Linked DNA regions of Oryzias latipes: region 1 is linked to region 2. The links are chromatin contacts, called in public Hi-C maps. All regions are on one chromosome and are shown on one strand. The core of a region is the stretch at or near the end of the contact, and the rest is flanking DNA. Distances in the headings are between cores, read along the strand shown. Region 1 holds the start of ccnh (cyclin-H). Region 2 has its middle 12 kb from the start of rasa1.

Region 1 (4,222 bases), core at 1,249-3,748, 39 kb before region 2:
AAGGCTGTGCTTAGCATGTTCTGTTAAGTGTGGTAGGAGTGCATCTAAAATCCAATATTATTATGTGTTTCTATGCACTCCGGCAAATAAAGAAATAAATAAAATAACCCTGTGAAACACCTCAACCAGGGAAATGAGGGGAAAGCGGGAATTAGACCTTAACAGGATAGAAAGAAAATAAAAAAGAAGGTCAAGGTCTAAATTAAAGCTGCAAAGCTACAGCCAAAATAATTCTAATCATCACTTTAAAAAAAAAAAGGTTTGTAACGTTCTGTTTAGAAAATAGATGTTTAAATTATTGATTATGTTGTGAATCATTAGGAAAATGATGTGTCAGAATATAATGTTTACAGCTGTTTATCAAAAATAATGCAATATTGTATTAGCATTTCTGATAACGCCCAGATTTGGAACTGCGGCCTCCCTTTGCTCCATCTCTCAGGTAGCCACAATTTTCCATTGCAGGAAAGCGACTGTTGTGTTTAGTATTCGCATCACGTAAAGTGGGTCTGTGTTCCTTATTTAGTTCTGTACTGTACAGCTGGGGAGCTGTCCAGCATGCAGTGGCGGTATGCAAATGAGTGCGGATTTGAATGAAGATGGAGGTAGACACAAAGCTCAATTAGAGAGACGGCGGGGGAGCGTTGAGTGTCTGGATGGGGTGGGGGAGGGGAGGAAAAGCGTTTGCCTGGATGCTTTAATGCCAACATTAGACCACCGTACGGACACAAAGCAGGGCGCAGAATGCAGCGCACAGGTAGATTCCCCGAACCAACAGGCTGACCTCTGAGAGGCCAAGAAAACGTCCCCTCATCAACATCTGGGAGGGCGGGTGAGGCCACTATAGGTGGCTTCCTACTTCCTAAAACACAAATGTAGGAGATACACTTTTTTTTTTTTTTTATCTGGTACACAGAGGCGGAGTGGTTCACCTGGCTGCCCCATGAGCATCGTCAGTGGGGTCACCCACATTTGCATTGCCACTCTTGTTTGCTACAGAAAAACCACATCGCCACATTGTTTTGAGGGTTAATTTTTTGGTGCATCAATTTGAGGTGTATTAGTCGATGAAACAAATTTTCAAAACATGAGCTTATTGATCAGAGCTGTGGAGGTTTTTCCTTTAGCCTCGTCTGCACTGTCAATCTTTCCATAACTTTGCAAAATATCTGGGAATGCTTCTATAAGCTGCTGAAATACTGACGGGAGGGCCGATTATGGGATGGGACTAACTTAATCAGGCAGCTCTAATGTGTGATCTGGTAATGCCGAAGTCTGATTTTCCATTAAAATGCTGCCTGTCAGACTCCGTATGATTTAGATTTACTCACAAGATGGTATTCCTTTGATAAAAAATATTCTAAACCACCAGATACTCACACACAGAACAATCAACTGCAGTGTGCTCACATTCAAAGAATAAGAGTCATTCTGCAGAGTTCAACATTTAAAGAAAGCAGTCAAGAAAAAAGAAAAAAAACGTGACAAAGATGTAACACAAGACTAAAGGCTTCAAATGAGTCATCACACCCCAAATGATGCGAAATAGCAGGTGGAAAGGTGCCTGACTGTCAACAGCAATCGTGCACGCACACGCAGACAGAAGGGCGCATGGACGTGCGTGTGCACGTGAGCAGACGAGTGCGCAAACATACAGTAAACGCTGCAAAGGTGTCATCAATAATGCATCAGCGCTTCATGTTTATGCAATTCTCAGGGCAACCCGAGCCATGTATATACGGGCGAGAGCCGTGCTCGCAGCAACTGCACCGCACGTAATAAGGCGTTTGTCTGTCAGCTCAGACGCACGCGCCGCGTCTCTACGCCTGTGGAAAGATTAGTGTTATTTCTTAAAAAAAAAAAAAAAAAAAAGTCTTCAGCACATACCTGTTAAAGCACTATTTCTTTGATTTTGGTTTATGCAGGCTTGAAGGGCTTCATGATAACACGGCACTAAGGCGGCACTGATATGCAAATTATCAGCTCCAGCTGAATGCTAGGGCATTTATTATTCATAAATTACTCATGTTTATGCAAATTACGGTATGCAGAAACACTACTGGTGGCGGAGTGGCTCTGGCTAAAACATACTTTCTGAGTCTGTTGGAGACCATCTACACTGGTACAATGTTACAATAGCAAAAAAAATAAACAAGGATGTTTGTACTTTAAATTATGTTTCAAAATGATTGTGTGCACATCAGTGAGTCCATTACATTTAATTATTCTGATTTTGTTTAGGAGGAAAGACTTAAAGGTCAATATTTACAGAAAAATAATTGCTTTCCACCTCAACAATTTGTTTGTCCAATTCATGCCGTTAAAAATAAGTGAGGTAAAAATGTGTACACTTCAACATTTTGTTAACTTTATATTAAAGAAACATAATTATAAATAAGTTTAAATAAAATGAGAAATTGAGTATTTCATAAGGAAAAATCATAGCACGCACTAATACAGGAAGCACGGTAAATGCGTCATCAACAAGGGTCCGCATTACGTAAATATCGCGCGACGTCCTCACTACTACTTGGGGGTGAACAACACACAGCCCGATTTAACTACTTTTACACTACGCTGATTACTTTAATCGTTCAAGGATTTCCGTGTGGTAAAATACATAAAGCTACTTTAGGATTATGTTGTGGTTTTAGCTCTCGTAAATCAGAAGCCGCCATGTATCACAACAGCTCTCAGCGAAAGTACTGGATCTTCAAAAGTGAGGCTGAACTTGAGCAGAAAAGATGCAGTGCCAATGAGGCATTTCGTAAAAAAGTCATAGAAAGTGGGAAGGTAGGTAACATTCTTTTAAGCATTTTAAAACGTTTAATGTAAACGGTTTGGGGGAAAAACGCGATTTTCTTTTTTAATTAAACATTTATTTGAAATCAGGCAGGTATGTATGAGTCCATGTTCTTGAAACGGAACGAAGAAGACGTTTTATTCCGCCATTATGAGAGGAGACTCCTGGACTTCTGCAGCGCTTTTAAGCCTCCAATGCCCAAGTCTGTTGTGGTGCGTGTGTGTCTCATTTCTTTTTTTTCATGTGTACAGACTCGACTAACTCTTACTGGAGCCCATCTTTTTTTCTAGGGCACTGCCATCATGTACTTCCGGAGGTTCTACCTCAACAACTCTGTTATGGAGCACCACCCAAGGATCATCATGTCAGTGACTGTCACTGTGGAAAGGATAAGACATTAAACATTCGGTTCAAAGATGCGAATGGTTCATTCTAAAAGTTTAAATGCAAATGTGATGTTTCTGCAGGAAGATGGGAACGATTCCGTTTGTTCATATATTACAAACATGCATGTACGTTTCCAGCTGTTGACGTACCTTCTTGTCCAGGCTGACGTGTGCATACCTGGCCTGCAAAGTGGACGAGTTCAACGTGTCCAGCACCCAGTTTGTGGGCAATCTCCTGCATGAGACGCCAGCTGGACAAGAACGGGTTCTTCAGCAAATCCTGGAGTATGAACTGCTGTTAATCCAACAACTCAGTTTTCATCTCGTGGTCCACAACCCCTACAGACCGCTAGAGGGTTTGCTCATCGACCTCAAGGTTTGTACCTTACAGAAGAGAGCTGAATGTCACTCCAGATCGCCAGTTTTTAATCCGTGTTCTTTGTCTTTTAGACTCGCTATCCTGCACTGGAGAACCCAGAGTCACTGAGGAAGAGTGCTGATGACTTTCTGACCCAGGCGGTCATGACGGATGCCGGACTGCTGTGTTCTCCCTCTCAGATCGCTCTGACAGCTATTCTGAATAGCGCTTTAAGAGCTGGCCTCAGCATGGAAAGGCAGGTTTGCTTTAGCCTTAACAACAATGTATGTGAAATTCAACTTAATTAGAAAAACAAATTAGGTTTTGCAAGTTGAAACTTGGAATTTAAATGGAAAAGGTATACATTATTCTGGAAAGAAATTGATCAAATGAAGGTGGTGACAAATATTTTGAAGAAAATTCTCTGAACATTTCCTCCTTTTCAGATATTTCTAAATTATAAGCTCAGTTGGTGCAAAAAAGTTTTTTTCTTATATATATTTTTTAAAACTAAAATCCTATTTTATTTTCCTTCCCCAGCTACCTGACTGAGTGCTTGGGACTGAAAGACGACAAAGATTCCCTCTCAAAGATTTTCGACTTAATGAGGCGTAAGTCAACTTGCACTTCAGTGTAACACCACTAGATGGCAGAGTTGTGCTGTTATTCCTGTAT
Region 2 (4,744 bases), core at 985-3,484:
CTCATTCATCAACCAGAGCATACTTAAGTACTGCACTGAGTTAAGCTCAGTGCAAAGTATTATTTTTGCCATTCTGCTTTCCTTACCAAGCATTATATCTTAACCTGATCTTCTGTCTCCTCACCCTGTGTCTAACTCTGACTCTGATTCCCTGCCCTTACTCTCGCGTAGATCTTGATTACCCTCTCTCTCCTCAGATGATCTCATACCTGTTGTTGACCCCTGCTTGCCTGACCCTGATTTAGCTTTTTGGACTTTTAGCTGAGTTAATAAACCTGCTGCATTTGGATCCAGCCGTCTGCCTGTTCTTTTGACAAACAGTCACAGAGTTGTTCTAAAGCCACTTATTTTAGTGGTGTGCTTTTGATTGTTATCTTGTTGTAAGGTAATTCTGCAGTCTGTTGAAGCTGCAAGTAACTACAGGAAGTCCTTCAAATGTGGCTTCAAATATCACACTTTTTACTTGGGTGCATTTTCTTTTTTAGCTGTCATTAGTTGTTAGACAGTTGGTACAATTTTTATTTATCTTTTCCTTTAGTCAGACTATTCCCTATTTATTACATTTAAAAAACATATTTTAGTTTGCCTTTTGCTCAAATGTTTCATGCTCTGCCTTCTTTCATGTCCAAGGAAGATGGAAAAGTTGCTGGATATCTTTATTGTTCATGAATGTACTGATTTAATACATCTGAATATTGACAAAAAACTGTTTTTACGCATGAATTCTAATAGCAGTGAGATTTCAAACATGTATATAACTGGTTTTCCCAGGTTAAATGCTTAAAAAGCTTTCCCCTTATAGTTTTTTCCTGACGTGTTGACTGTAAGACACGCACTAACCAAAAAGGGTTGCCTCCTTGTGCACAACACAGATTTTTACTTTCTTTATAGAGGGCAGCTGGGGTTGTCTGCAGCTGCTACTCAAATGCACATATGGGCTGAGTGGTGGTTAAAGGGGGAGCAGACAGCACATGCACTCTTTAGTTACACTTCTAGAGGGAGGGAAAAGACTGCATGCACATGGCCTGCCACTTATATTTTCATTTTTTTAAAGTGACTGTCTGCTCTGAGTTTAAAAACAGTCAATAAGAACTAAAATGAGAGCTGATACTCCTTCAAGCTTACTACATTTGGCTCGATTTTGCCAGTAAGAGCAGCCGAATGCAGGTTGAGGTCAGACATTTTTAAACAATTCCAGTTATTAAGCCTAATTCATTTGGCACCCATTCAGGTAGATATAATGCTGATGACTTGCAGTTTAAATGACCGTAAATCAATATGTACATAACGTAAAAAAACAAAAAAACCTGATTGCGAAAAGTGATTGATAAAAACCTTTCACTGTATAAAAATGCACCATGTGGCTAGGTACCCGTAGTTGAGGTTGATTATCAGATGATATCACCCTGGCACCAGTGCTTGGGGGCGGTTCCTTTGTGTGTCTGGGGATCCCACAAGAAATGAGCAGTAGATCCCTGACGTCCAATTAAAAAGGATCTCATTAACGGCACTTCCGGAAAAAAATAAAAATAAAGTCACTTGTAAATATTGAAACCCTAAAATTTACAAGCGTGTGACAAGCGTGTGTGTGAGAAATTTAGAACAGAGCAATGCTTATTATGGAAACAAATCATTGTTTCTTTGACATTTCAGACTTTTATGTTGAAAATTATCACCAAAAGTAAACATTCACGACTTCAGCATCCACCAATTAAATGTTATTGACCTTGTAAAAGTTGTCAGGGTATTTCAATAAAACATAAACTGCACTCCCTCAAAGCCAGCACTGTTTGTGGTTAACTGCGCCAGGTGATGAGTCACTGTCTGAATTAGGTTGTTCTATCTATTTAACGTCGCTCACCTCTCAGTCCATTTAATCAACAGCTGAGACATTACACACCACTAAATATTTACTGAATGCATGGCATCATCTCCATCTTTTTTCTTTTATCTGCATCCTTTGCACTTCTGCTTTTTTGCTTTCCCCTTTCATTTGTCTGATTTTGTCCCCAATCCTCATGTTTTTGCTCATTCACTCGTTTTTCTTTTCTCACTATTTTCAATAAAAGAGAAGGACTTTCATTAAAGAAATCTCTTTCCATCACTCTGTCACCTCCCCCTTTAGCCTGTGTTTGTCTCTTCCTGTCTGCCTGCTTCACCTCCCTGACCTCTTTCACCGCCCTTTGGCTCCTCAGGCTTTGTGGACATGTGCTTTGCAATCTGCAACCCCGTTGCTCTTCTGTGACTCCAGGGCTCTCCCCATCACCTCATAACCCTCCCCTTCTGCTTTTAGGCCCTTCTGCCTAATTCATGAGCTTCCTGAAAACTCCTGTCATGTCTCATCGGGGCCACAGGAAGGCATGCTGTAAATAATGGAGCATCCCCAAGGACATGTTCAGTCCTGACTGTCACAGCAGTGCACCACGTACTCCCATGGAAGGGACAGGCCTGGGTTTCTATGCCTTTTTAACACGTGTATCATGCTCATAAATAGATTTTCAAAACATATGGGGACTGTAGCTTGAAGCTGCGGACATTTACTTTGTTGTTGTGCAGCATGTTACCTCACATTGTGTAGAAATGCTGGATTGAAATTCTCTGTATCCCTTAAAAAAACAAAAAAAAACCTCTTTGTGGATTCAATTATTGCATAATCATTGTCAGCATTCGTGTCAATACACAAATTTGGCCATAAAACAGAAGCGTGGAGTTAATTAGAATTAGTTAAATAATCAAATTGTATGAGAGGTGAAACATAAAAAGATTAAACTGGGGATCGTATTCAAAAATCCAGACTTAAGATCTAATAAGCAGTAAACAAATCCATTTTCATGCAACACAAAGTAAGAAATCAGACTAGATTTAAAGAAAGAAAATCCTACTTAATTCTCTCAGGGCTGCCTTTGAAAGCTTTGGCTTTGTTGCAACTCATTTGTCAAACTAAAAATCTCATAATAATTCCTCATACAAAACACACATTTCTTTAGCCAACTCAAACATCCAGCTTTGGGGTATTTGTTTGGCATCTATACTCAAAAAGCGTGCCTTTGCTGAGGATTTAGCCTGGATAGTATAATGAAAGTCTTCTGGGCTTTTTACATGATCAGGTTTTAGGGTATTAGGCATGTTTGTGATAAACAATGAACAGGTCAAACTGGCCAGCAGTGATGCAGCAGAGCCTTAGTGTCATGCAATACATAATAAATAGAGCAATGTGTGCTCAAAGCAAACACACAACCCAAGTATTTACTACAGGAGGAGGGGAGATTATGTTATGAAAATCCCATTACTGTAAATTTGAGGGTAAAATGGTTTTTTTCTAGGCAAGAAGATAATGCAATTGTTTGGCCTCAGTGCTCCAAGACAACCCTGGTAATGAGAAGTAGTGATGCTGACTGTTGTTTTGAGAATTGTTATTTAGAATAGCTTTTTCGGGTGTTTTTAACATGTTCTTGTGGCATTCACTAATGATGGAGGATGTATACAAAGAAAATTAAGTTCAAAACTGCATTTCTGAATATTTCTTTATTCAAATTGTTTAGATTTAGGAGCAGACGAAAGATACTGTTAAAAAAGCTTGTAGGAGTGACATTGAACCTACAACAGCAAGCCACAAGCCCCCTGCTCCGCTCCAAACTGAAGCATCCACTTATCGACGACTACATACATGTATGTCTTCGTTGTCCTGACATCTGCTTCTAAACTGTACGGCTAGATCTACTATTGCTTGCCATTTTTGTTGCACCGATGTTATGTTGGGGTGGCAAGGGGCTGTAAGCCGGAAGGAGAGAGAGTAAACAGATTGATGAAGGGAAGAGGGGGCGGGCTCATTCCCCGCTAACAGTCCTGACCACAACTCTAATTAACTACTGCCTCTCTGCAGAAACTGTCCTTGACAACGACAAAGGTATTTTGATGTTGTCTAAAAACAGTGTAATAATAACTAAAAGACCATTGGGAACACCTTTAAAATAGATCAAAAGATGATTGGAGTAGGACTTTAGGTTGTGCGCTACTCCACTAAAATATGATAAGGCCAAATGGGTGTATCTTAAGGTTCTGGGCTAGGTATGACCATCAAATGCAATGACCGTGGACAAAATATTTCAAATTTATTTTCACTTCTATGCGGATGACATCATCATAAACCGTGGAACGCCCACTCCTTTAGAGACCTCTCACTAATTACTTGACAGAGTTCACGTTCAGCTATAATGTGTGCTCAAATTAATCTATACATCCATTATCTACACTTGCAAGGGTCGGGGGTGGGGGTGGGGGTTAGATTTGTACTATAAGTATTCTTTCTAATAGTACATATATTACTGTATTTGTATAGTCTGTACTGCGATTTTACAGCAGAAAAACAGTGTTACTCTTGTTTTGCTGACATTAATCTGCATGAGAATGAGATGAATCAAAATTGAGTAGTTATGCAAAGGGAAAAGATCACGGCTGAACTCTACCATCCGTCTCAGATAAAAGCACAGATAAAAACCCAAAATACATCTAAGCATCTTTGAAAACCTTCTACTGTTGTTCACTCATTAGTTTTTTTCTGCATTCAGTTTCAATAATAAGGACTATTCATATATGGAGAGAGGGGGAAAAAAACTTTTAGGCATAAATAATGAAACTTAAATTAAAATATGCACCGCTTCATGCATCAGCAGAGTGCTCAGAGTCAAGAGGTGAGTTTTTGCCATGTGCGTATGCATATTTCTTGTTTAATCGATGGGATAAA

The links. A called contact is a pair of places that touch in the nucleus more often than the background predicts.
Region 1: a Hi-C map of gastrula embryo shows a contact between it and region 2, with 2.2 times the contacts expected there. The contact joins the promoter of ccnh here to the enhancer-like site in region 2. A contact is called at or near these places in 5 of 5 Hi-C or Micro-C datasets (embryo, fibroblasts and gastrula embryo).

Annotation. Positions count from the first base shown.
Region 1 is chr9:14,757,357-14,761,578 of ASM223467v1, reverse strand. It overlaps ccnh (cyclin-H), which reads left to right and starts at 2,498. Exons shown (of 9, transcript XM_011479266.3): 1 at 2,498-2,793; 2 at 2,893-3,015; 3 at 3,094-3,167; 4 at 3,352-3,565; 5 at 3,640-3,803; 6 at 4,088-4,158. The coding sequence starts at 2,677. It overlaps LOC105354748 (a long non-coding RNA gene), which reads right to left and starts at 2,432. Exons shown (of 4, transcript XR_909303.3): 1 at 1,888-2,432.
Region 2 is chr9:14,717,686-14,722,429 of ASM223467v1, reverse strand. No RefSeq gene overlaps it. Among protein-coding and RNA genes, the nearest start is that of rasa1, 12 kb to the left of the region's middle. Within about 2 kb of position 2,234, at least 4 of the 8 cell types and tissues checked have an H3K27ac peak or open chromatin away from gene starts, as enhancers often do. A contact at or near this core is called in embryo and gastrula embryo, where this site is marked.